4 separate regions of the Mus musculus genome follow, and all the other regions are linked to region 2. The links are chromatin contacts, called in public promoter capture Hi-C maps. All regions are on one chromosome and are shown on one strand. The core of a region is the stretch at or near the end of the contact, and the rest is flanking DNA. Distances in the headings are between cores, read along the strand shown.

The links. Promoter capture Hi-C pulls out the DNA fragments that hold promoters and counts their contacts.
Region 1: a contact with region 2 is called in a promoter capture Hi-C map of pre-B cells. The contact joins the promoter of Zscan12 here to the promoter of Zfp322a in region 2. A contact is called at or near these places in 9 of 39 promoter capture datasets (the 3T3-L1 cell line, the C10 cell line, cranial neural crest and 6 more) and 2 of 9 other capture datasets (liver and macrophages).
Region 3: a contact with region 2 is called in a promoter capture Hi-C map of liver, with 7 times the contacts expected there. The contact joins the enhancer-like site here to the promoter of Zfp322a in region 2. A contact is called at or near these places in 9 of 39 promoter capture datasets (the 3T3-L1 cell line, 3T3-L1-derived adipocytes, the C10 cell line and 6 more), 2 of 115 datasets of contacts at active chromatin or transcription factors (astrocytes and kidney) and 3 of 9 other capture datasets (adipose tissue, liver and macrophages).
Region 4: a promoter capture Hi-C map of neutrophils shows a contact between it and region 2, with 7 times the contacts expected there. The contact joins the promoter of Trim27 here to the promoter of Zfp322a in region 2. A contact is called at or near these places in 14 of 39 promoter capture datasets (the 3T3-L1 cell line, the C10 cell line, the HPC-7 cell line and 9 more), 4 of 484 Hi-C or Micro-C datasets (CD4 T cells, olfactory sensory neurons, regulatory T cells and 1 more), 2 of 115 datasets of contacts at active chromatin or transcription factors (bone marrow-derived macrophages and stem cell-derived neural progenitor cells) and 3 of 9 other capture datasets (adipose tissue, liver and pancreatic islet).

What each region holds. Positions count from the first base shown.
Region 1 is chr13:21,361,489-21,365,015 of GRCm38.p6, forward strand. Zscan12 (zinc finger and SCAN domain containing 12) reads left to right here and starts at 1,332. Exons shown (of 4, transcript NM_016684.2): 1 at 1,332-1,384; 2 at 2,092-2,563. The coding sequence starts at 2,162.
Region 2 is chr13:23,367,658-23,371,203 of GRCm38.p6, forward strand. Zfp322a (zinc finger protein 322A) reads right to left here and starts at 1,551. Exons shown (of 5, transcript NM_001111107.2): 1 at 1,478-1,551; 2 at 463-548. The region is part of intron 3 of 4930586N03Rik (RIKEN cDNA 4930586N03 gene); the gene reads left to right.
Region 3 is chr13:21,235,668-21,239,170 of GRCm38.p6, forward strand. All of the region lies in intron 1 of Gm32525 (a long non-coding RNA gene), which reads right to left. Among named protein-coding and RNA genes, the nearest start is that of n-TAagc17, 3.4 kb to the left of the region's middle. Within about 2 kb of position 1,659, at least 6 of the 459 cell types and tissues checked have an H3K27ac peak or open chromatin away from gene starts, as enhancers often do. A contact at or near this core is called in liver, where this site is marked.
Region 4 is chr13:21,178,496-21,181,614 of GRCm38.p6, forward strand. It overlaps Trim27 (tripartite motif-containing 27), which reads left to right and starts at 1,436. Exons shown (of 8, transcript NM_009054.3): 1 at 1,436-2,419. The coding sequence starts at 2,000.

The DNA.
Region 1 (3,527 bases), core at 82-2,581, 2.0 Mb before region 2:
GGTTTCACCAATCAAAAGGCTAAGAATTTTCCAGATAGCTATAACCCACCTGTACTGGCTGGCTTTGTGTGCCAACTTGACACAAGCTGGAGTTATCACAGAGAAAGGAGTTTCTGTTGAGAAAATGCCTCCATGAGATCCAGCTGTAAGGCATTTTCTCAATTAGTGATCAAGGGGGAAGGACCCCTTGTGGGTGATGCCATCCCTGGGCTGGTAGTTTTGGGTTCTATAAGAGAGCAGGCTGAGCAAGCCAGGGGAAGCAAGCCAGTAAGAAACATCCTTCCGTGGCCTCTGCATCAGCTCCTGCTTCCTGACCTGCTTGAGTTCTAGTCCTGACTTCCTTTAGTGATGAACAGCAGTGTGGAAAAGTAAGCTGAATAAACCCTTTCCTCCCCAGCTGGCTTCTTGGTCATGGTGTTTGTGCAGGAATAGAAACCCAGACTAAGACACCACCTAACTTACATTTCCACTAATTGTTTTTTTAAAGTTGTCTTGATTTACTACTTTCTTTTGTTCTGGTTATGTAAATCAATGTCCTAAGCCACACTCTACATGTATTTTGCTCGATAATAAATTACTACTATCTTTGAGAGCTTGTGCTTGGTTTTCTGGTTACCCTCGACATGTACATTAGCTAAGAACAGGGTGAGATTTTTGTTGTTGTTGTTTTGTTTTCACTTCCAGAACACAGAATGTTCTGGTGCATGATAAGAGCATTAACCACTATTCTTTTTCAGGGATTTTTCTTTGGACTCTCCTTTTAAATTAAAACAAACAAACAAACAAACATTTTTTTTTAATTCTAGAAAAATGGTTGTGTTTATTGGGATACCATAGTTGCAAACATATTTAATTAGTACTGACTGCTTTGTTGAGTTTTTCTACCCAAGAAAGCTTATTGCCTCCTATTTATGTTCATATTTGGCTTTTAAAGTGTTTTAAAGTTAGCCCCAAGTAAATGTGGCACATCTCTTGAGCTCTGAGTATTTTTGCTGTTGCTTTTGTAGCTGTGGTCTTTTCATTCACACTCGTACTTATGAAGGCTGATTTTAGTGTTCATAATATCCTGTTAACTTACTAAATTATCCTTTTAATACATTTTTTCCCATTGACCAGAAGAATGTCTCTTTGAGACATCACTAATCTCAGTGATACTGAAACACAAACGCGAAACCGGATAAGGACCGGCATGCTCACTATGATTAGACAGAAAATCCCAACTTCTTTTGCCAGAGTAAGGACAAACCACTGAGTGGAACTCCGTGGCTCCCTAGAGTGGCTCTGGGAGCAACAGGGCTCCACCGCTTCCGGCCTTTGTGGGAGTCCGCGATGACTTCCGGTTCCTGGGAGGGCTGGATTCCCTTCCCTGCGCAGGAGCGACGCGGTGAGCGAGCTCGTGCTCCAGGCGGGGGGAGGGTGCTCCCTGCTACCTAGACTCTCGGCCTTAGAAAGATGCTTGGAACCGGGGGAAAGGCCACCCGGGCTGCGCTGCGGCTGCCTATGGGTCCCCCTGGGGCGCGGAGCTGGCCCGGACCTAGGCACGCTGCAGAACTTTAAGTTAGAGTCACAGAACTGGAGGGGCAGGAGAAAAGCAGAGCACCCTCCCCAACTTCTAACCTTTATGAGTGGTTAAGTTCCAACTAAAGCCAGTTGGGAGACTGTACTATGTATATGTGATTTGTGCCAGGTACGCAGAAAAAAAAATCAAAAGCAGCAAGGCAGGCGTACCCTACTCTTGTACTCTTTCCGTTATTTTTGGTGGTACTGTTAGTTGAACTTCCCACCCGCCAGGCAGCGGTTGCCCTTCCCCAACGCTATCTGCTAATTCCAAAATTTTTTGTTTATTTCAGTTAGTTGTTGTTCACTTTAGGAGTAAGTGGAGGTAAGTTTCTTCCCAAGCTTTACTCCCTGAAGTCCTGAAACAATTTGACATCTTTTTCACTTTTGTCTATTTTTGTGAAAGTCCACGTACAATCCAGTCAATACAGTAGATTAACCGGAGGGCAGCTTTTCAACTCTCCCACTTAACTCTTAGAATAGGCGGTATTTGCTTATTGTAGTTCGTGTTAGTAACGATGACTTATCCCTTAGGTCCACTGGGTAAGAAGATTTACCAAGGAGTTATTACTTGAAAGATTGATACATCTTTTATCTAGCTACGATGACATCTACTAGTGATACCAAGGTCTGTAAGAACCAGGGTGGACTTTTGGAAATAAAAATGGAGGAAGAATGTAAGTATACCACCAGACAAGATAGGAACCTACAAAAGAACACTTATAACAGAGACGTCTTCCGAAAATACTTCAGACAGTTTTGCTACCAGGAAACTTCTGGACCCCGGGAGGCTCTGAGCCGGCTGCGCGAGCTCTGCAGACAGTGGCTGCGGCCGGACTTGAACAGCAAGGAGCAGATCCTGGAGCTGCTGGTGCTGGAGCAGTTCCTGACCATCCTGCCAGGGGAGCTGCAGGCCTGGGTGCAGGAGCAGAATCCGGAGAGTGTGGAGGAGGTGGTGACTGTGCTGGAGGATTTAGAGAGAGAGCTTGATGAACTAGGATACCGGGTAAGAAAAAGGGGGGAGGGGTCCTCTTTCCTAAGCGCGACTGAATTTGTAGGCCAAAGTGAAGTATACCACTATTTTACAAAGCATATTGACATTTAGTTGGATCCAAAGGGGACTTTAAGTGTCATGGGAATTTGGAGTTGAACTTGTACGTTGTACATCCTAGCCTTGGGCTTGTAATCTTCCTGTCTCATATCCTTGGTGCTGAGATTACAGGTATGTACGTCCACTCCTGTCTGGTCTTAGTTTAATTATTCCTTTTCATCAGTGGGGTTGTTTTATTTCTGTGCTAAGCTACAAAGTTCTATCTGATGCTTAGTTCAGACACACAAGGCATATACTACGAGCGAAGATACTAGAAGAAGAGGAAGAAGAAGAAGGTATTAGATGGTGGTAATAGGGTGCGAAACAGCCTCTTGTAAAGACTATTATGTAATATAAACAAGTAATTGAGAAATGGGTGTTGAGCTGGGTAGGAGCACATGCCTGTCAACTAGCACTCAGATGATGGAAGCACATAGATTGGGGTTTGAGAACAATATGGGCTATACTGCAAGTCCCTGTCCAAAAAATAACAAGATTGGGGATATGTTTCAGTGCTAGAGGACTTGCTTAGTATGTGCAAGGTCCTGTGTTTAATCCACGGTGCTATGTGTTTAATCCAGTGATAGCTATGTACACAGTTATGGAGCTGTTAATACTCCCAAGTAGAAACACTGGTGGAGGATACCAGCTGTTAATCCCTCTTTGTCCAGATCTGTTGGTGGACAGCAAGACTTCAGTGGTGTGAATTTGATGGATTCTTCACCAGTGCTAGGGTGGGACTTGCCACCTGGTGTCTTAAGAAACCTCTCACTTGTGCTATAAGCAAGCTCAAGGAACTCTTGGTTGGCCAAGCTAGACTTAGCTGGGATCTTTATTTGGTTGGTCAGTGCCCTATCTGGAGTGAAAAGAAGCTTTCTCA
Region 2 (3,546 bases), core at 301-2,800:
TTGTCTTAAAAACCATACTTGCTGTACAGCCTCAGACCAGGGGTTGCCTCAATTTTCATTGATTACATGGATTATGGACATTTAATCCTCCCAAGAACACTGTAAAATCAAATATTACCACCATCTTACTGATAGAAAACCTGTTGCTATGACAGTTACCTAATTACACAAGAACTCACAGGCAGTTAAGTAACAGAGCCAGGTTTAAATATCCATCCTAGAGCCTGTCTGAGCATTGGGCACACTGCCTTCTTTGTATGGTAAATCAAAAGAAGGACAATTGTTGCAAATCTGCTGTGTATGCCTGTTAGAAAAATAGGTGTACTGAAAGGTTATCAAAGGGCCACTATGTTAGTCACCAGAAAGACCCTTTTCCTTTTCCCAAGTATGTTTTACCTTCTTTCTTGTCCCATCCCTACTCCAAAATTCACATTTATATAGAAACAGATGTATGCCACTTACCTTAACAAGAACCCAACGATTTATTTTTTTCAGATCCACAAGGTCTCTAATCCAGAAGTACTCATAATATTTAATTCTTCCCTCTCCTAGAGGAAAAAAGCAGCAATGTTGAATGAGCATGACTGCAAAGCTTACATTTTTCCTTTTAACAGTAGGCCATTTAAATAATGTCCCATGCACTCTCCAATCCTGACATCATCCTTCAGCAAAATTTTGCTCATTCTAATGTTTCCGTTCCTCCTTCAAGAAGCCGTTTCTTTCTGACCTGCTCTACACAAAATAACAAGAATTCTTCTAGCTGAGAGATTTTTAAGTTCAGAACAAAGCCCTGGGCCTTGTTTTTCTTGCTGTTAAGACGGGGAGAGTCTCACGTAGCTTAGGCTAGCTTCAAAATCGCTAGGCAGCTTAAACTGGCTTTTAATTCCCTATCCTCCTACCTCTACCTCAAACGCTCAGGTGACTGATAGGCGCATTATTATTTCAACTTCTGAGATCAAGGATTCATTCCTCGTGCACTAAAACCTGTAGGAATACGATTCATGAATGCAATGTTACACAGGACCAAGGCTGCTAAAAATAAATGACTATGGAATGCTTTGAGCAAACAGATTCTGCAGATTCCGGGGAACTCAACTAATCTCCGCCCTTAAGGCTGGGGGAGGGTCCCCCCAGTGCCCATGGTTGTCTAGACATTCAGGAAGGCTCCAGACTGCATTCGAGCCTGGCTCCATTACTACCTCCAGGACAGTCTCACAGGTTTCTCCTCCCAACTTTTCGTTGACAGCGACAAGAAGGGCGCCGCGCCTGGCCCGGACCCCTCTCACGGCCAAGGACCTCGAGGACCCGCTGAACGCTTACTCCGCCGCCCAGGGCGGCACTTCCGGTGACTGGACCCTCAAGCCGGAGCTTCCGGGGCCGAGCACTCGGCGATGGCCGATTCGGTCCCACGGTCTCCTAGGGAAGGAGAGTGGGCCGAGATGCTGAGAGGTCGGCAAGCCAACCGCCGGATACCAACCTGGAGAAGCGGTCCCCGCACACCACAAGGCCAAGACAAACCGCTCTCACCAGCAAGGACAGGGAGGCGTAGCCACGCCCCGAGGCACGTAACTACCCCTCATAGGGCTGCACCGGGATTCCGGGCCAATAAGCACCGGACCTCCCGAAATGGGCGGAACCTGAGCGCGCCTGCGCCCTGGCTCTTTCGCGTCCGACAACTACCTTTTCAGCTCCTGGAATTTGGGACTGCAGCAGCTCCGGTACCCACTGAATTGAAACCGTGCCCTGCGCCCGGTACTGCGGCTCTGAACTTCTGTTTTCTTTCTCCACGGCTGTTCAAATCAAGAGTTAGGAGTAGTGTCTCAAGGATAGATGCAGCGGACTCGGTTTTAAATACCTTGAAAAGCCGGAGAAGTGGAGAATTACAAAGGCTCTTTGGTGCTGTCACTCATGCCAGCAAACTATGAGAAGCTTTGAATAGGCAGCGGCGGCGTGGCCTTATTGCTGGAGAAAGCTGCGGGGAAACCGTGTTGAAAGGATTTCTGTCCTTTCTGATTGCGATTCTAGGCTGAAGACAGATTCAGAAAAAAAAACAAAAAACAAAAAAGAACAGTCAATATTTTCCCTACTTGAAAAAAAAAATGTATGTAGGCTGGCGAGATGGCTTCTGTCGAGAGTGAGGAGCAAAGAGTGCTTCTTGCTAAATAAAACCTCGCGACCTGAATTTGATCTCTGAGACCAATGTCAAAAGCGGAAAGAGAGAACTAACCGTAAAAGTTGTCTTCTGACAGGCATACACAATAATAAGTATATAATACACACACACACACACACACACACACACACACACATATATATATACTATACACATACACACATGTATATAACAAAAACCCTCACATGGGAAGTGAGTACTAGAATTCTCTGGTCTGGAGAAGAACTTGGATTGGCTGTTAAATTCTAGAGTTAGGGTCTGAGGATGGCAATTATGTATTCTGAATTCACTAATTCCTGTTTTCAGAATTTGCAGAATTTCTGCAGCTTATTTTAAATTAAAATTTTAAGACAAAAAATCCCACCAGTGTCATTCAAATATTTAAGTTTTTTTTCTTAGACTTATTTTCTATGTATGGGTGTTTTATCAGCATATATGTGCACGTGGTGTGTGCGCGCGCACTCTAGGAGGATGTCAGATCCCCTGGAACTGGAATAATGCATGGTTTATGAGCTACCATGTGAGTGCTGGCTGGAAAATGAACCAGGGTCATCAGCAAGAGCAAGTGGTCTTAAATGCTGAGCCATCTCTCTAGCCCTAATTTTAATATTTAAATAACTTTTTATTAACTGTTTTTAGTGTAAGATGTACCAAACACAATTCGAATCACACTATAGAATGAGCTGTGTATGGCTATATTAGGAAGAAATGTACACATGTTATTGCAGGAGAGTATGTGTTTATGCCATCCCCTTCAGCTATAAGAGTGTTGAGACAATGGACTCAAAGGATTGGAATTGTGATAGGAGTCTTCTGCTGAGAACAAGGAAAGGACTAGGGCCTTGGCCAGTGGGAGAGTTAGGGCAGGATTTCACACAGTCCTGACTGTGATGAGTGGGGCTACTTATGATTGTAGCTACCAGGACTCCTTACTTATGCACATCTCATGACCTTTAAAATATTCTGAACGTCGTGTTAGTGGTTGAACCCCTTTACTTACTCCTCTTCCTAGTGTGACCATATTGAGTAAACCGCTTTCACTGCTTTGTCTTGCTTGTCTTTTTGACAAATTGAAGACAGGTAGCTGAGCCTAGCTTGGTAGAGCTACCAAGGTCCATGCATAGACTCTTAACAGCCACTGTAAACCGGAAGATTAACTTGCCGACTTATACATTTAATAACGGGAAGCTGATTTGAACCAGAATCAATTACTGGAGCCGCCGCCATACTTATGGCTACCTCAGAGTATTGTGGGGAAGTGCTGGACAGCACATTACGAAGGTGTGATAAGTGCTGAGCCACTTTAGTCAAAATATTGGCCCAAGCAGAGTACTTAGTGCACTCAGTTTCTGAACATTCGTTGCTATTCTCTA
Region 3 (3,503 bases), core at 409-2,908, 2.1 Mb before region 2:
GGTGGAAACAGTTTACATTTGGAATTCTGGGGACTGTGGAGAGGGGATAAATGCCAGAGAGGGACCTTGGCGATTCAAGAAGGCTGCTCCTCCTCCTCTTGTTGTAGTCTGCCAAATGGTTGTGAACAAAGAGACAAGAAGTTGGAGATATCCTGACATGAAGATTGGACTTGCCTCAAGGAACTCCAATGACTCTAATTAGCAGGAAGTAGTCTAAAGAGGTCTACACCCACTTTTTCCTCTAACTTTCCTCTTCTACCTAGTGTTGGGAGGTTGGAAGGAATTAGGGTAGAATAAGGCATGGAAGGGTGGTAGGTATAAGAACCCAATAAAATAGATTTAAAAATAGGGCCCACAGGTCTGCCTGAGGATAATACATACCATTGTGCCCAACTGAATTTTGATCCCAATGAGACACAGTTACCCAGTTCTGTTTATTTTAAGACTATCCTTCAACAGCCTCATCTTTTTTGTTTTGCTTTTTCCAGGAGAAATGAGAGGTTGAGAAGTTTTTGTAATTTCAGTTAACAGTTTGTTTGTGGTACTCAGACCCTCTAGGTACCACTAAGCCCCACTCTAGCTCAAGCCTTAGACAGTCTTGAAAGGAAAGGGTTATGGCTGTGTGAGGCCTACTGCTTCCCTGTGAGGGGTGGAAGTTGTGTGGATGTAAATGTCCTTAAGGCTATCCTAACATTCAAAATGCTGTGCTGTATTCTTTTTCAAAGGCATTTCCAATATTACCCATCCCAATTCAAGCTCTACTGACTAAAGTCTCCCACGGTGCCTGGTTCCATGATCTGAAGTCACAAGTGCCTCCTTACACCCAGTGATAAGAAGAAATTAAGCCAGGAATGGGGGCCCAAAGACTACAACAAGATGGTTCTGGAAGGACCTTGAATACTACCTTTGAGATGGGTTGGGCGATGCCCAGGGCCTGAGTGCAGGCTCCTGAATGTCCCACACAGAAACACTCAGTTCCCTGACTGGTTTTCATTTCCTGTACACAAACACATGATACAAAATGTTTATTTTAAACCTACACAATTTGGACCTTGTAGTGGTTAGGTTTTTTTAAGTTGACAGAAAAGCGACTTGGGAAGCAGGAACTCTCAGTTGAGGAATTGCCTCTATCAGACTGGCTGTAGGCAAGTCGCTGGGGGCACTTTCTTGATTAATGATTGATGTGGGAGGGCCCAGTCCATTGTCTGCAGTGCCAGCCCTGGGCAAAAGGTCCTGGGTTATATAATAAAATAAGCTGAAGCTGGGCAGTGATGGCACATGACTTTAATCCCAGCACTAGGGAAGCAGAGCCAAGTGAACTCTGAGTTTAAGGCCAGTCTGGTCTGTCTATAGAGGGATTCCAGGCCAGCCAGGACTACACAGAGAAATCCTGTCTCTAAAAAAACCAAACCAAACCAAAGCAAAACAAAACAGTAAGTGGAGTAAGCCAGTAACTGGTTTCTACATAGCTTCTGCTTGAGTTCCTGCCCTTGCTTTCTGTTATGATGGAGTCTAACTTCTAATATGTCTTAAACCCTGTTTCCCTAAATTGCTTTTGGTCATAGTTTTATCACAGCAACAAAACTGCGGCAGACTCTGAGCCACAGAACCTCTTAGGCGGATGTCAGAGTAGATGATGTACACACACACAGTCTCTTAGTTTCCCAGCCGGAGGGATTGTAGCTAACGTGACCACATCTGGAATCAACTAAATGCCAACCGTCTGAGCACATCCGGGGGAGACTTTCTTGATGAGATTATTTGAGATAGGAAAATACACTCTAAATCTGAGCTTCTCCTGGTGACACCTCACAGAAAAGGACAGGAAAGATGAGAGCTTTTGCTTTTTGTTTGTTTGTCTTCACACTTGCTGGCAAGTTCATCTGCTCTGTGGCTGAAGCCTTTCTGTCCTTCTCTGCACACCCCCTTCCCCACCCCGCCCTGCCCTCATAGCTCTGCTCCGGTCTGGTCTATCTGCCTGTCTACCTGTCCACTTGTCTGCCACTGCCCTTTCCCCAGGATCTCATTCTCCTCCCTTCCCTCTTTATATCAGACCTGTTGCATGGCATAATTTCTCAGAGGCACACATTAGCATGGACCCACCAGGCATCCCCTTACCGAGTTATATTTCACAGCAGTAAAATCCAGTGATTCCATCCAGAGGATACTGGGAAATCCCCTAGGAGCTGTGGAAACCAGGGGTTTCTGAATCAAACAAGAAAATGCTTCCTTATGTGTGTTCTCAAGGTCTCAGCCACCCCACCCCACCCCACCCAGCAAGAAAGATGAACTGTGACTCCGTTGTAAGGAGGAGCTTCTTGACATCTTGGGGTGAAACTGTGCGTCTGGTGATGTGCTCCTGTAAACAACCATTCCTGTTTCAACCCAGAGTCTGGCACCAGCTTGAGTGACTGTCAACACAGCCAGTACAAACGCAAGGGGACTGGCCGACAACAATAACAACAGAAAAATAGCCACGGGGATCTGCTGCTCTTGGGGTTTTGTTTTGTTTTCGATTAGAAGCAGGGACTGTATCCGCCTTCCAAGCTCAGCTCCTTCATTTCTTTCTGCCATGTCCCTGGAAGGTAAACACGAGTTGGGGGATAAGGCCTAGAGTCAGAACATTTGCCTAGCCATGTGAGAACTTGGGTGTAAATTAATATTTATACCAATAAGGACACGACACCAGAGATGTAAATTGAGGTAAAACCCTGCTAGCTCACCGAGATAACTTTATTTTCTTAACTATATACAAAGTATCTATTTACAAGCCCGATCCTACAACTAAACTACTAGCTCTTTAGAAGTCTCTATGTGTCATTCTACTGAGCTAGTCTGCCTTTCTCTTGAGTGCCTCCAAACCCAAGAGGGCCCCTTGGTTCTCTTTCCTAGAATACTGTGTAACCTGTGCCTTGCAGCTGCAGCTGCTTCTCTGTTTTCCTGCAAGTCCAAAGAGAAAATCCCTATCTGTTGTTAGGAGCTCCTTCTGTGAGACCCCGACTTAGAGCATTTCTCCCTAGAAGGTAAAGCCCCTGGTCATTCCCCAAGCTTGTTTCCCTGATCTCTAAAAATACAGCTAGAAAGAAGCTCTTTGTTCTCTATAGCCAGCAAAAAGCCTTTTGGTTTCTGAGCCTTACAGCCAGAGATGCGATAATTGTAATTTTACCAAGGACATCCAGGCAGAGAAGAACACTCCTCCCAACTCTTCCCAACTCCTCCCAACTCTCCTCCCAACTCCTCCCAATTCCTTAGCTAGCTGTTAAAAGCCCCCCTACTGTTGCAACTTGGAGTCCAACTTCCCTGCCCTGCACTGCAGAAGGACTTCGTCCTCAGCTAGCTGATAATAAAACCTCTTGCAGTTTGCATCAGGTGTGGTTTTCTCTCAAGTCATTGGGGTGCTGGGCAGCTCATCCCAGGACTTGAGCGGAGGCCCAACTTCGGGGGGTCTTACACTTTCACAAAGGCTCTTCCAAGCCAAAAACCAGAGCTCTATCAAAGGTCCT
Region 4 (3,119 bases), core at 186-2,685, 2.2 Mb before region 2:
GGTTAGGAAAGCAGAGACCGCATGAGCCCTGGATGACAAAGCTAAAATCCAGAGCCGCACTGATGACCTAAGAACACATATCTGCCACCTGCATTTTTCATAGTTCTACACCGGCTTGCAAAACTGAATTCTTCCTTCTGGAGTAAGACTGGCACTTTCAATTCCTTTCAACTTCAGTTTTGTAGCAGAGTAGACTACAGTGTAGCCTAGGACAAATATTCTACCATTTACTGGAAGTGTGCTGAGTTGTTTTGAGCCTGGAGTTTCAAAGAGCAGGTGGGGAGAATGGAGGTTTGGATGAGCGAGACTTGTTAAGTACCTCGGATTTCTTGTCCCATAGGGAAGAATCAAGCAGAATCCAGTGAAGTGATGGCCTGGATACAGAAATTCCCTGTTGCTCAAACACAAGGGCAGGCACGGAGTCAATCCCAAAGGAGAGTAGGAAAGGCCATGGCATAAGTGACAGCGCACAGAACTGAAAACCTATTCTGTGATAAGAAACCAGGCTACAAGACCTCCTCCGGTCATCACAGGACTCTCGATTGGGCAGAAACAAGCAAGTTTTAGGTTCTACTCAATGTCATTCGATGTACTGGGTGCTTCATTTAAACTAGCGGATAAAGATCTTTATGCTCAAGCTGTGGTTTGTTTGTTTGTTTGTTTGTTTGTTTAAAAAGGTGTAACTCCTTGATGGGGAAAATTCCTGAAAGCAATAGGGTATGGGAGCTCAAGGAGGGCACTGAACTAGATTGCTGGGAGTAAGAACTTATTAGAAGAGTTATTAACGTCATGGGCAGAAGGACAACACTACAGTGGACAATCAGAATTTTTGGCCCCAGCGCCGCAGGGCCCAGGCTGGAGGTGAGGGGTGGGGGTGGGGGTGGGGGTGGGGGAGTGTTCTGAGAATGAGGCCCACGTGGCAGAATCCGGGTTGTTTCTTCGAGGGTCTCATAGGAACCCACAGCCACGTAGGTTCCTCAGCAGGTGGCAGGGAAGACGAGAGAGAAGTGTGTCGCCAGGCAGCCCTTTGACACGTCGGGTCTGGCTACTCACTTGAGGAAGTGAGACACTGGGCACCTGAGGAGCCTGAGAAGAAGTTAGGGACTCACAAGCGGGCTCTCGGTGGGGTGGCTCCCTAGTAACGGTAGAGCTAGGGAGATGGGGGAGGACTTCATGGTCTGGTCAGCACTCTGGTCGGGATTCGATCGGTCCCCATTTCACACGAGAAGAAAATGAGGCTCGGAACGATAAACCGATTTACTTTAGGGTGGAGATAGAACTGGGCTTCTCCGTTTCTGCCCCTGAGAAAAGTTGCTGATGATTAAACCCTTTTCTAGCGATTGTTAACGCCTGGAGCTGGGTGTGTCACACTGGGAGGGGCCTAGCTGGTCTCCCCGCCCAGCTTTCCGGCATTTATGCAAAGCCATCTTACTTTTAAAGGAGCCGAGGCCTAGCCACTAAGAGGAAACTCAGCAGAAGACTACGGGCCCACAGACGCTTGGAGTGACCCGACGCCACTGCCAGGGGACACTCTGCTCCCACTGCACGCGACAGCCACGACCGACTCCCGGGCTGGGTGCCGGGGACCCAGGACTGTGCAGAGGAAACCCGCTTTCCCGCCCCGAGAGAGCAGAGCGGCGCGGGAAGCCAGGCCCCGCCCCCGGCCCACCTCTTCCGCTCGGCCCTGAGGAGTCTGCGCGGCCGCGGGACCCCTTCCGACGCGGCCACGTTGCCCGGTGAGCCAGCCCGCGGCGCCCGGTTCCCGACTCCCCTCGGCTCGGCTCTCAGCCGGGCTCCGGGGCCCAGGCCTCCTCCCCGTGCTGTCGGTGAGGAGCAGCTGTGCGGGGACGGGTCTGGCCGCCCGAGAGCTCCGCGCGCGTCTGCGATCCCCGCGCCGGAGGCCCCGCCCCGCTCCGGAGCCGAGAAGCGGAGCGAGCGCGCTGAGCTCCGACAGAGCTCGGCTCCGGGCTCATGCCCTGCGGCCCAGCCGGCCCGCGCCATGGCCTCCGGGAGCGTGGCCGAGTGCCTGCAGCAGGAGACCACCTGCCCCGTGTGCCTTCAGTACTTCGTGGAGCCTATGATGCTCGACTGCGGCCACAACATCTGTTGCGCGTGCCTGGCCCGCTGCTGGGGTGCCGCGGAGACTAACGTGTCGTGTCCGCAGTGCCGGGAGACCTTCCCGCAGCGCCACATGCGACCCAACCGGCACCTGGCCAACGTGACCCAGCTGGTGAAGCAGCTGCGCACCGAGCGGCCGTCGGGGCCCGGCGGCGAGATGGGCGTGTGCGAGAAGCACCGGGAGCCTCTGAAGCTGTACTGCGAGCAGGACCAGATGCCCATCTGCGTGGTGTGCGACCGCTCGCGCGAGCACCGCGGCCACAGCGTGCTGCCCCTGGAGGAGGCGGTGGAGGGCTTCAAGGTAGGGCCGGGCCGGCGGACAAAGGGGCGAGCCGGGGGCTTCCTGGTTTGATACCGAGAAAATGGCGAGCCGGACGTGGGGCCCACCGCCGTCATTTCCTCCCTGTCGGCTGCGGAGCCTCCGCACTCAGACTGGGAAGGAGAACCTGTAGCTGGCGAGGCCAGGAGCACCCCCACCCCCACCCCGAGCGCCCCTGCTAACCGCCTCTACGCGTGCCGCGACTGGGACGGCGCGAGGAGACCCTCCCTTGACAAAGGAGATGCACATGGAGCCAAGTACACTTCCATAGGCCTTGAACGCCTCGAACTCGCTCTGACCCAGGATACCAAGCCAGACAGTCACTGTTGGCTGGCTGAATTCACATCGAGCAGTGCCCATCACTTAATCTGTGTCCCCAGCACTTCCCTGTAAACCTGTTTTAGAACTGAATGGAAATGAACAGAGCTTTTTACTGCTTAAGTAAATCATTTAGCCACTCTCAGACTCGGGAGATGGCTTATTGTGAAGGGGAAGTGAACTCACAGGACCTTTGTGGAGTGTTGAATAAACACTGGCACAGCTACACAGTAGTACGAAAACGTTACATATAAAGTAGCTCTGAAGTGATAATGATCTTGAGGGCTGCAGGGATCTATACCAACAGAGTTATATATTTGTTTAAGTGTGAGTTCATCCAAATGTCAGTCACGTTTACAAAGCT